Regions from separate parts of the Mus musculus genome. Here regions 2 and 3 are each linked to region 1. The links are chromatin contacts, called in public HiChIP or PLAC-seq maps. All regions are on one chromosome and are shown on one strand. The core of a region is the stretch at or near the end of the contact, and the rest is flanking DNA. Distances in the headings are between cores, read along the strand shown. Region 1 has its middle 6.3 kb from the start of Gm31603. Region 2 holds the start of Rbm34 (RNA binding motif protein 34). Region 3 has its middle 32 kb from the start of Gm39286.

Region 1 (3,252 bases), core at 311-2,810:
AACGTTCCTGGCTGGATGCTAAAGTTCCTGGTGTGCACCTATAATACTAGCTCAAGAGCCAGAGACGGGAAAATGAGCAAGTTCGATGTGAAGAAGGACTATATGGAGAGCTGTTGCCCAGCCCCCAGCCCCCCAAAATATTTGCTTATTATAAAGGAAATTTTTCCAAAAAAATATTTCCAATTCTTGCCTTACACATATTTATATACAGGGCATGCTTGTCACTCCATGTGTGTGGAGGTCAGAAAACAGCTTGTAGGAGGTGAGTCTATCCTTTGACCTTGGAGTTCTGGGGACCAAAGTCAGCTCATTGGCCTTGACAGCAAATGGCTTTACTCCCTAGCCATCTCAACACCCCACCTCACCCCATCCCACCCCTGATTGTTTTTAAGTAGTACCAAGCAGGCGCTCCCTACAGCAACCAAAATATCCTGACTCAGGTTAATAATTTATTGCCTCCCACAGTGGAAACATAAATAAGACCAGCTTCTAGTCCTATTTGGGTTTGCTCTGGCCTGTGGGTCATTCACCCATGTGTGGTGAGCGTACATGTAGTCCTGTATGCTCCACTCTGGATACTGCCCTCGACAACAGACTATCCTGGTGACAGCCAAGTGGACAAAACCTTTTGTGGTTGTGTGGATGAGGATGCTTCCTATATGGGGGCACTAACCCTGGGCTCTGAAGAGCAGCCAGAAGCCACGGAGAAAGCAGGGAGGGAGCATGCCCAGTGGGAAGAGAAGCCTATAGCTGCCAGCAAGCAGGGAGACCTGGGGGATGGGGTGGGGTGGGGTTAGAACCAGCCCTCAGCAGGCCACATGCCTGGAAGAAACCACACTACTGTGGAGACAGTTGTCAGGCAGTGCTGTCCGACTGAAATATGACACCCATCACATAGATGGCATTTTCTAGTAGCCATGTTTATAAAGGTCAAAACGCACAGGTGCAATTTATTTTTAGATCATATTTTACTGGAACACACTTCCTCTGGAATATTATTGCTTGAACAGGTGAGACCGCTCACTTTTTTTTTTTTCTAAAGGAACTCTTCGAAATCCACCCTGCGGCTGGCACAGTTGTCCAGCTCCATTTGGTGCGGCTGTGATTCAACTGCTCTGAGTCACGTGGGCTCGAGGCTGCCACGTCTGGCTGCACAAGCCCATATGTGGTTGTACGTCATGAATAGTAACCTCTCCTCCAGCTCAGGGTCCAAAAGAGAGGTCAGGCCAACGGGAAGGGAAGGGGCTAAAGATCCACAAAGGAGGTAAAGCCTCCCACCTCCTCCAAGAGAGAGCAGATTGGGCAACCCGGCTCTCTAACCAGGGCAGGACAGGAGATGGAGACAGCGGTCCCCTTCCCCCACAGTCCCAAGGGTGTCAGTGTGAATAGTGTAACCAAGAAACAGAGCCCTGAGGAACATTTGCTAAATTCTGCCAAGTGCCTGGACACCAGATCACAAGGCTGACCCAGAAAAGAGCAATTGTACCTGCAGGGGAGGCAGGGCAGGCGAGGCCACCCCGGGTCAGCAGGCGCCTCCCACACTGCCAGGGAGGCGTGCCGGTGGTGGCCTAATGTGGAAATGTTTGAATGTGGGGCAGCGAGGCACTTGGGCTGGCTGGAGTCAGCCAGGGTGACAGGAACCAGTCATGCTGGGGCGGGACGATGGAGAAAGCTTGCCAAGACCCCGACAACATCTTTCCTAATAAGTCTGGCAGGCTCCAGGCCTTGGTCCCCCTCTGAACGACCTCTCCCTTCCACTCCGGTCTTCTCCAAGGAGGAAGGAGAGCGAGCCAAACAGAGCAGGAATTTGGACCCAGGCCTGGCTTTCCCCTCACGGGGCTCTGCAGCTACTCCAGTGCAGAGTGGATGAAGGCCTTTTCCCACAATGCTCCTCTGGACACTTGACTGCGCTGGCCACACTCCATCTGCAACCTGGGCACAACCTGGGCTCAACTGTTGCAGCCCCGTGCCAGGAGAGACCCTTATGGAAACACCCCTCCTCTCTCCCCTCCTCTTCCTCCTTCAGCTCCCTGGGCAGAAGCCTCCACCTCATTTTAGGAGGCCCCTCCCTGCAGTGGGAGCCTGGAGCCACCCTGCTGGCTGTGGATCCTGGCTGCTGGGCCTGCTTGCTCAGGAGAGGTTTGCTAAGTCGGATGTCCCAGCCCCACTCAAAGGACAGGCACAATGACAACATGTGTGTTTGGGTCGGGACACTTTGAACTATGATTCCCAGAAAGAACAGCTTGTACAGCCACTCCGAGTCTCCCAGCAACAAAGAATGTACCGTAGATTAGGCCTGGCTTGCAAAACATTTTTTTTTTTAAAGAGGCACAGCCCAGTCCTTTTATAGGGTCCTGGAACAACGGTGGCTGAGTTAAAAAGCACAGAACAGCAGCGTCACCCACTGTCAATACTTCGTGACCTCCCTCGGCTCATCAGTTCTCCTAAGGTTGGCTTTTTCCCCGAGTCTCTAGACCCGGGTGTTGGTGAAGGTCAGCTGCAAATGGATGAGACCTTTAGGAGGAGGTGACCAAGAATAATTTGCTCAAAGTCTGTAGATGATTAATTAATGTGCTTCTGTTAAGCATAGTTAATCTTTACTCGGAACAGTCGCTGATAAGGGAGAGCTTGGGGGAAAAATGAGTACGTTAACCATTAATCCTGGGAAACACCATAAAAATTAGGATGGAAAACCGTGGATCTGGGAGAGGAATTAGGAGGCTAGAGGGGTCAGCCAGAGGAACCTGACCATGCAAGGAGGTGCACAGAAAGCTGGATGGGAGACCTTAAAGTTCATGCATGCTCAGAGCTGGGGACATGCATTTGTGTTTATATGCTCGTGTGTGTGTGTGTGTGTGTGTGTGTGTGTGTGTGTGTGTGTGTGTATGTGTGTATGTGTGTATGTTTGTGTATATGTGTGTGTACATGTGTGTGTGTGTGTGTGTGTGTGCATGTGTGTATATGTGCATTGTGGTATATGTGTGTATATATGTGTATGTGCATTGTGTATATGTGTATGTGCATTGTGTATATTTGTGTGCATGTGTGTATATGTGTATGTGTGGTGTATGTGTTGATGTTGTTGATGACTGTGTTTGTTTTCCTTTCTTTCTCTTAGTTCCATTACATTGTATAAAAACACTGTGAAAAACAGCATCGCAAGCATGGCACATTGCAAGAAAACCTGATTTTAGTGGCCCTTTTCATTCTAATTTCCCACAGCTAAGACCAGGACTCATTCATTCCCTTGTA
Region 2 (3,252 bases), core at 365-2,864, 240 kb after region 1:
GGAAAAGAAAATAGGCTTGAAGCAGCGAGAAGGAATTGAGAGCCAAGGGTTTGTGGAAGCTGAAGTACAGCTTAGGTTGCAGAGTGAGTTTAAGGTCCACCTGGGATGCAAGAAGTCTCCAAGAAAGAATGAGGAACACTCAATAGAAAAGTAGTGTATCTGTTTGGATACTAACTCAAATATTATGTAAAAGGAATTTTAAGTTAGTAAGGGAAATTTGGTTCCTATGAAAACCAAATTCACATTTGACAGACACACTAACTCAGAAATCCCAACTCAGAAAACAGAGAAGGGGTTAAAGTCCTAACAAGGCTGGCTCAGAATCAAGAAGCAGTGATGGACACAAAGACCTAAAAAGCTGATCTACCAGTATCTGTTCGCTTAGGATAAATGGCTTTCTTGTATCTTTTAACCCTGTATGAGACTTTGTATAATGTATTTTTTAAATTTCAGAATATGCAGTGAAAAAAATTAAGATGAACATTAAAAAAAAAAAAAAAAAAACTGCCTGAGGTATTTAATATAGCAAAAAGGAGATTTCTACCAACCTGTTTGCCAGTCTTTTGTCTGCATCAGAGAGTTTCTTCACTTTCACTTTTCTCGAAGGCTCTTGCAAAACTGGCTTTTTAGTTTGGGACACACTCTCTTCTTCATCATCATCATCATCATCAAGTTTTCTTTTTTTAGATGTTTCCTTTCAAAAGTTTGAAGTCATATTTAAAACCTCAAACTTTAAAAAAAAAAAAAATCCTGACCCTAAAGCTGTGTGTTGTGGCTTATATCTGTAATTCCAGTATTCAGGAATAGAGGCAGGAGGAACTGTGCCAGGCCAGCCAGAGCTACATAGCAAAGTCCCTCCGTCTCCAAGTCCCTGAGCAGTACTCCGATGTGCCTTTCTACATGGATACTTCTTCACGGGTTACGGAGAGAAGCAGAATATTCTTGCAGCACCAGCCATTCAGTGGAAAGGTGAGGCAGGAATATAGAATCTGGGTTACCGTGTATTCTAAGCGTGCGCAACTAGTGTGATCCTGTCTCAAAATAAAAAAGTCAAGTCGGACATGGTGGGAGCGACTCTGTAATCTCAGAACTCAAGGCTGGAGAAGGATCAGGAGTTTAGTTCATCCTCGGATACATAACTGAAATTTGAGGCTTACACGGTCTACAGGTGACCCTGCCAATCAAATAGGCTGAGGGTGAAGCGCTAGCCCTGCTCAAAGGACCAGACAGTCACTGCTGTCAGGAGAGTGACCCTCTACATCTCTCTCTACCGGGATACTCAGGGTGCAGCCCGGCGACTCACCTGGGGCACAGGCACAAATACAGGAGGAGCCGATGGCTCCGCGGTGCTGAAGAGAGCGGCCAGCCGCCCCGTCCCGCCTCCAGGAGGCCGCGGGCCGCCCCGCAAGCTGTCGGCGACCTGTCCCACCAGGTAGTCGCTGGCCGCACAGCTCACGCCGTCTCCAGAGCTCTGTCTGCAAACACAAGAGCACTCTTCAGCCACGCCGCGCCACTCACCGCCAACCCATCCACACCAACGCCCGCCGCCACTCACCTCCGCTCCGAGCCCTTCCTTCTCTTGCGTTCCTCCCCTCCCAGAGCCATGCTGAAAACTGAGCTTCCGGGATGGAAGTCCTAGGTCCGCGCTTCTGGGATCCGACTAGTCATGCGTTCCCTCTGGTTCCGGGTTCCGGCAGCCTCCGGGTTCCGACTACTTCCGTTCTAAGGCTGAGCTCTTCCGCTCAGGACCACACCCCCTCTCCCCATTCAGCCCGTGGCTGCGCAGGAGCCGCGCTATGCTTAATACTAATGGTTTTGCAGTCCGCAGGCGTCTCAGGGAAACCTAGGCTGAGGGAGTGCAGCAAGTCTCACGAGTAGCTGAGGCCTCGTGTTAGTACGAGGGTCAGCTAAAACCTGACATAGTGGCTTAGGTCTTTAATCCCAGAATTTGGGGCTCGAAGTAGCCGGATTACCTCGATTTCCAGGACCGGCTAAAACCACATGGCTCCAGCATAGCTACCTCGTCTCAAATAAAACAAGCCCCCCCGCCCCCCAGGCTTAGGGAAGGCTGTCGGCCACAGCTCATTAAGGAAGGAGGTTTCCAAGAGAAATGGGGCTACAGGGATGTGTCTTAGCAGTCGGGGAAGGGTACACCTTTCCCGAAGTTTGACGTTTCAAAGTCGGCAGAAAACAAGTATTTGGGATCACAGTTTAACTGGTCACATCCTTGTACTATTCCGTCTTCAAAGCCGCCCTGTCATTTATTTTTATATTTATTTATTATTATACATAAGTACATTGTAGCTGTCTTCAGACACACCAGAAGAGGGTGTCAGATCTCATTATGGATGGATGTGAGCCACCATGTGGTTCCTGGGATTTGAACTCAAGACCTTCTGAGGAAGAGCAGTCAGTGCTCTTATCCACTGAGCCATCTCACCAGCCCCCTCCCCACCTCCCGTCATTCTTTAAGTAAATTCATACTTAGATTTTTTTTTAATAGTGGCTTATATTTGTAATCCCTGTTCTCTAGGGCCTAGGTAGAGCTTGGCCATGATTTTGAGGCTATTCTGGGATATGCGGTCGTAGCCTCTTTTGCCTGCAGGAAGTCCAGCATGTTGGGATCTCCCCAGTTACCAAGATAGAGAGACACCCAAGTGAGCTTGCAGGCCAGATTTAAAGCACATTAGGGAATGCTGGGGTAGGTGACCTCTATGTTAATATGTTGGGTCTATCTCTAGGGATACTGACATTCCATTACTGGGATGTGGGGGCTGGAAACTTGCTGGGGAGGTCTGGGAACTGTTACTGAGGAACTCTGGAAACTGCTGCTGACCCATTGTGCTTGCTTCAGGCCAGGTGGCTGGGACATTCCATTACCTGGGCATGAAAGCTGGAGCCTGGGCTTTTTCCTGTTAGTAATTGACTTGTCTGGACTTGCCCAGTTTTTAGGCCTGGTCTCCTAAACTCCTATTTGAAGTCTGTCACGGAGTCAGCCTAGGCTTCTCATTCCTCCCTTTCAGTAATGGGCCAACTCTAACCCTTGAGAGGTTTCCGAGGCCCCTGCACTAGCAGCTCCAGCCAGCCCTATGTTAAGGAAGAGAACCTAGTAACACAGCAGAAATGGCCACATTTAACTTGATTGATTGGAGGTGCTAGCTGGTTGAAGACATAAAAATCCTCAGTCGTATTTACAACCAGGCCATAAATGCATGGAGTGAGTCTCCAGGTATAAGCCCTCCAATCATTCTC
Region 3 (3,252 bases), core at 510-3,009, 200 kb before region 1:
TATGTGTGTGCACAGACTTATGAGGACTTGTAATCCCTGCCCTGTCCTCTAACCAGCATGACTAACCTCCCTAAAGGAAAAGGAAGAGAATAAGGGCAAACATGGGAGTCCCCTTATGACCATGAGATTTGCAGAGGCTGGGGTTTGGGAGAGAAAGGACGGGGTTCGACATAAAGGCAGCCAAGGCTGTCTGTGTTCATTGCTTGTTTTTAAGTAAGGTCACTGTGGATGGGGACTGGTGAACCAGTCCAGCTAGATCTCAGGTACCTTTGATTCTCTTCCCCAGGGCTCCTGTGGATAGCCTGTCATGTCCGGGGCCTGTCCCTGTGTGAAGCTCCCTGAAGGATAGACTGCATCTTTTGCTGGCAAGATTCTTAGCACCTACCCTGCAGTCTGGCATTGCAGAAAACTATCCTGGTGTGTGTGTGTGTGTGTGTGTGTGTGTGTGTGTGTGTGTGTGTTTCTAGCACTCAATGGAGGGCAGCTGCAGGGAGGGAATTGGGGTGAGGAAGACAAGCCAAAGAAAATCCACTCAGGGAGATAAGGAGAACGCTTCCAAACAGCTCCTAGAAGGCGTAGGGTCCCTCGGAAGGCTTTCTCTTCACAGTCAGGGATATAATAGAAGTGGTTGCTATGGAAACCGGTGTAAAAGCAGAGAGGAGAAAGGAGAGGGCTGACTAGGGGGAGGCAAGAGTGAGGCGGCAACATCAAAGGGTGTGTGTGTGTGTGTGTGTGTGTGTGTGTGTGTATGCTGCAGCACCTCTACATCTGATGAGAGAAAACAAGTCAGGCGGCGGCAGCTTGTTACCATTCCTGAACAGGTCAGGGATTACCACACACAGTGATCCTTCCTCTGGAAACCTGTGTGCTAAGCCTGCTCTCCCACAATAGAGCTCATCAGCTGGGCCCCGGGGAGGGGGGGGGGGGACGGGGTCGTGTAGGTGGAGTGAACTCTTTGGCTGTCCATGCCATTTGTTTTGCACACAATTTTGGGGGACAGTCTTAGAGAGCAGGCCATTTGTCTGTGTCTTGATTTTATCACGTGCCTTCTTCCGAGGCATGGAAGCACCCTTGCTTAAGAAAGTCACCACAGACAGAATAGCTTAAAGAAAAGACATGACAGTGTTGGGTGCTGTGTGGACCAGGAAAAAAGAAAGAAAGAAAGAAAAATGTGAGCTACACCATCAGAGCCCTGAGCACACATGCCCTAGGGGCAGGTGCTGTAGGGAAACAGAAACCAAAGCCCAGGTCACACACTGGGTTCTAGTGTGGTCATCTGAGTGAGGGGAAGGGTGATTGCATCCCCTCAGGCTAGGGACAGCTCCCCACCCCCACCCCCAGTCCTGACAGAATGCCCTTTCCTGCTGACTCATGCACACAGCTCTGCCAAAGATGGTCCAATGGAAGCACACCAGCTACTCAGATGATTTTAAGTGCTCCAGTAGCCACAGCCAAAAGGGGTGGGGGTGGGGGTGGGACCAGACTGACTAGTTTCCTAAAATTCTCGTAAGCCTATAAACCCCCAAAGTGGCCACCTCAAGGAAATCAATTAGAAATCACTGCTTTTTGTTTTCGTAGTGTCGGGGGTTGGACCCAAGGCAAAACAAACACTGGACCATGTAGTTATGGCGTGGCCTACGGCGTAGAGATTATTAATGAGGTATGTCAGATTCTTTCACACTGTATCTTTGAACCCTGGTGTGTGGGCTCTGCAAGTCAGATATCCGGTGAGTCACTCCTTAGGCTCTTCATAGCCAGGCGGGGCTGCTTGTGTTGGGCAGCAACACAGCCCTAGAATTTTCCATCACACTGATGGAAGCCGGGCGTGTGCTCATTGTAGCCAACAGCCATGGGTGACTGGGCTGGGTGTCTTCTGAGTCAGGAAAGCCTCCATCTTTCAGCTCAGAGTGAGTCTGTGCAGAGAGTCAGCTTCAGTCCTCGAGGCTCCGGTGGTTTGGTGACCATTTGAAGACATGGATAGTCCTGGTAATGCGGGACTGGGTTAAGGGATAGAAAGGAACAGCACGTGTCCCTTCTAGACTCAGAGGGGAGTAGCCGGTGTCCCGTGCAATAGAATAGCACCTCTACCTCATAGCCTAGCAATACTCAGACATTAAGACACCCAGAATCACGCCTGGTGATTACATGTCTATAATCACAGAGGCTTGGGAGACTGAGGCAGGAGGGTCACAAAATCAGAAGCTGGACCCTGACTTTTCCTGTCTAGACATATGTTAAATTAAAGATTGTTTCTTAAAGGTCTACACACCTTCCTGGAAAAGCTTCCTCTGCAGGGTGAGGGTGGACAGTCGCCGGAACAGCCCGTAGTTTCCCACGAGGAGTAGGATGAATCACATCAGCTGCTTTCAGCAGACCTTGGCATGCTATAATTGCCTGTAAATATTAGCATGACCATGAATGCCTTGCTATTACCAACTGTAAAGGCGGGACAGGGTCACACTGAGAGCTGGAGGTGCCCTCTACTAATCCACAACCTTCTTGAGACAGGTGGTCCCTTGAGCTGAGAGTAAGGACCCTTCCCCTCATTCCAAGCACCTGCTGGGCACTTATCTGTTGTTTATTCTATGCAAAGTATTGCTGGGTAGATGAAGAGGTGAAGGGCCAAAGGGCATTACTTCCATCTAAAAGCCTATGCCAAGAAAGGAAGAACAGGCTGAAGAACGGGCTGAAGCAATGCCCAGGAGTTAGGAGCACATATTGCTATTGCGGAGGACCTGAGTTTGGTTCTAAGCACCCATGTGGGGAGTCTCAAAACTCCTTGTAACTCCATCTCTAGAGGACCAGGTGCCTTTTCTGGCCTCCAAGGCCACTGCACTCAGATGCACAAACTCCTCCCCTCTTCCTCCCCCTCCTTCTCATCCTTCTCCCCCCCCCTCCTCCTCTGCTCTCCCCCCCACACACATACAATTAAAATTAAATATTTCTAAAAAGAGTGATAGAGACTATGTTGCCACGAGTGGGGACTGTGATAGACTCATTCATGCTAAGGGTTTGGGAAGCCTAGAGAAGGAGACTGACCCCAGGGGGACCTCCTCAATGAAGAGCCATGGGAAATGGCAGTCAGCAGGACTGAGGTTTCTTAGAAGTGATCAAGTGACTTAGTGGTGTCTGGAGCATCAATCACATCTCAGTTTCAATGCACACGCACTCTCAATTAGCCTCTTGATGGTTCACAAGAGGGGACTCCAGCCCCATGGCAGAGCCACTCTAGGGTAAGAGCAGCATTCAGGT

Evidence for each region. HiChIP or PLAC-seq counts read pairs in DNA pulled down with a chosen protein or histone mark.
Region 2: a contact with region 1 is called in a FOXA1 HiChIP or PLAC-seq map of pancreatic cancer cells. The contact joins the promoter of Rbm34 here to the enhancer-like site in region 1. A contact is called at or near these places in 1 of 39 promoter capture datasets (hippocampal neurons), 2 of 484 Hi-C or Micro-C datasets (cardiomyocytes and uterus) and 3 of 115 datasets of contacts at active chromatin or transcription factors (embryonic stem cells, intestinal villus epithelium and pancreatic cancer cells).
Region 3: a FOXA1 HiChIP or PLAC-seq map of pancreatic cancer cells shows a contact between it and region 1. The contact joins two enhancer-like sites. A contact is called at or near these places in 8 of 484 Hi-C or Micro-C datasets (the AML12 cell line, the HL-1 cell line, the N1E-115 cell line and 5 more) and 7 of 115 datasets of contacts at active chromatin or transcription factors (astrocytes, bone marrow-derived macrophages, differentiating embryonic stem cells and 4 more).

Annotation. Positions count from the first base shown.
Region 1 is chr8:126,734,456-126,737,707 of GRCm38.p6, forward strand. No RefSeq gene overlaps it. Among named protein-coding and RNA genes, the nearest start is that of Gm31603, 6.3 kb to the left of the region's middle. Within about 2 kb of position 1,561, at least 257 of the 459 cell types and tissues checked have an H3K27ac peak or open chromatin away from gene starts, as enhancers often do. A contact at or near this core is called in the AML12 cell line, the HL-1 cell line, the N1E-115 cell line and 8 more, where this site is marked.
Region 2 is chr8:126,969,435-126,972,686 of GRCm38.p6, forward strand. It overlaps Rbm34 (RNA binding motif protein 34), which reads right to left and starts at 1,615. Exons shown (of 11, transcript NM_172762.3): 1 at 1,556-1,615; 2 at 1,304-1,475; 3 at 549-694. The coding sequence starts at 1,605.
Region 3 is chr8:126,538,157-126,541,408 of GRCm38.p6, forward strand. No RefSeq gene overlaps it. Among named protein-coding and RNA genes, the nearest start is that of Gm39286, 32 kb to the right of the region's middle. Within about 2 kb of position 1,760, at least 216 of the 459 cell types and tissues checked have an H3K27ac peak or open chromatin away from gene starts, as enhancers often do. A contact at or near this core is called in the AML12 cell line, the HL-1 cell line, the N1E-115 cell line and 6 more, where this site is marked.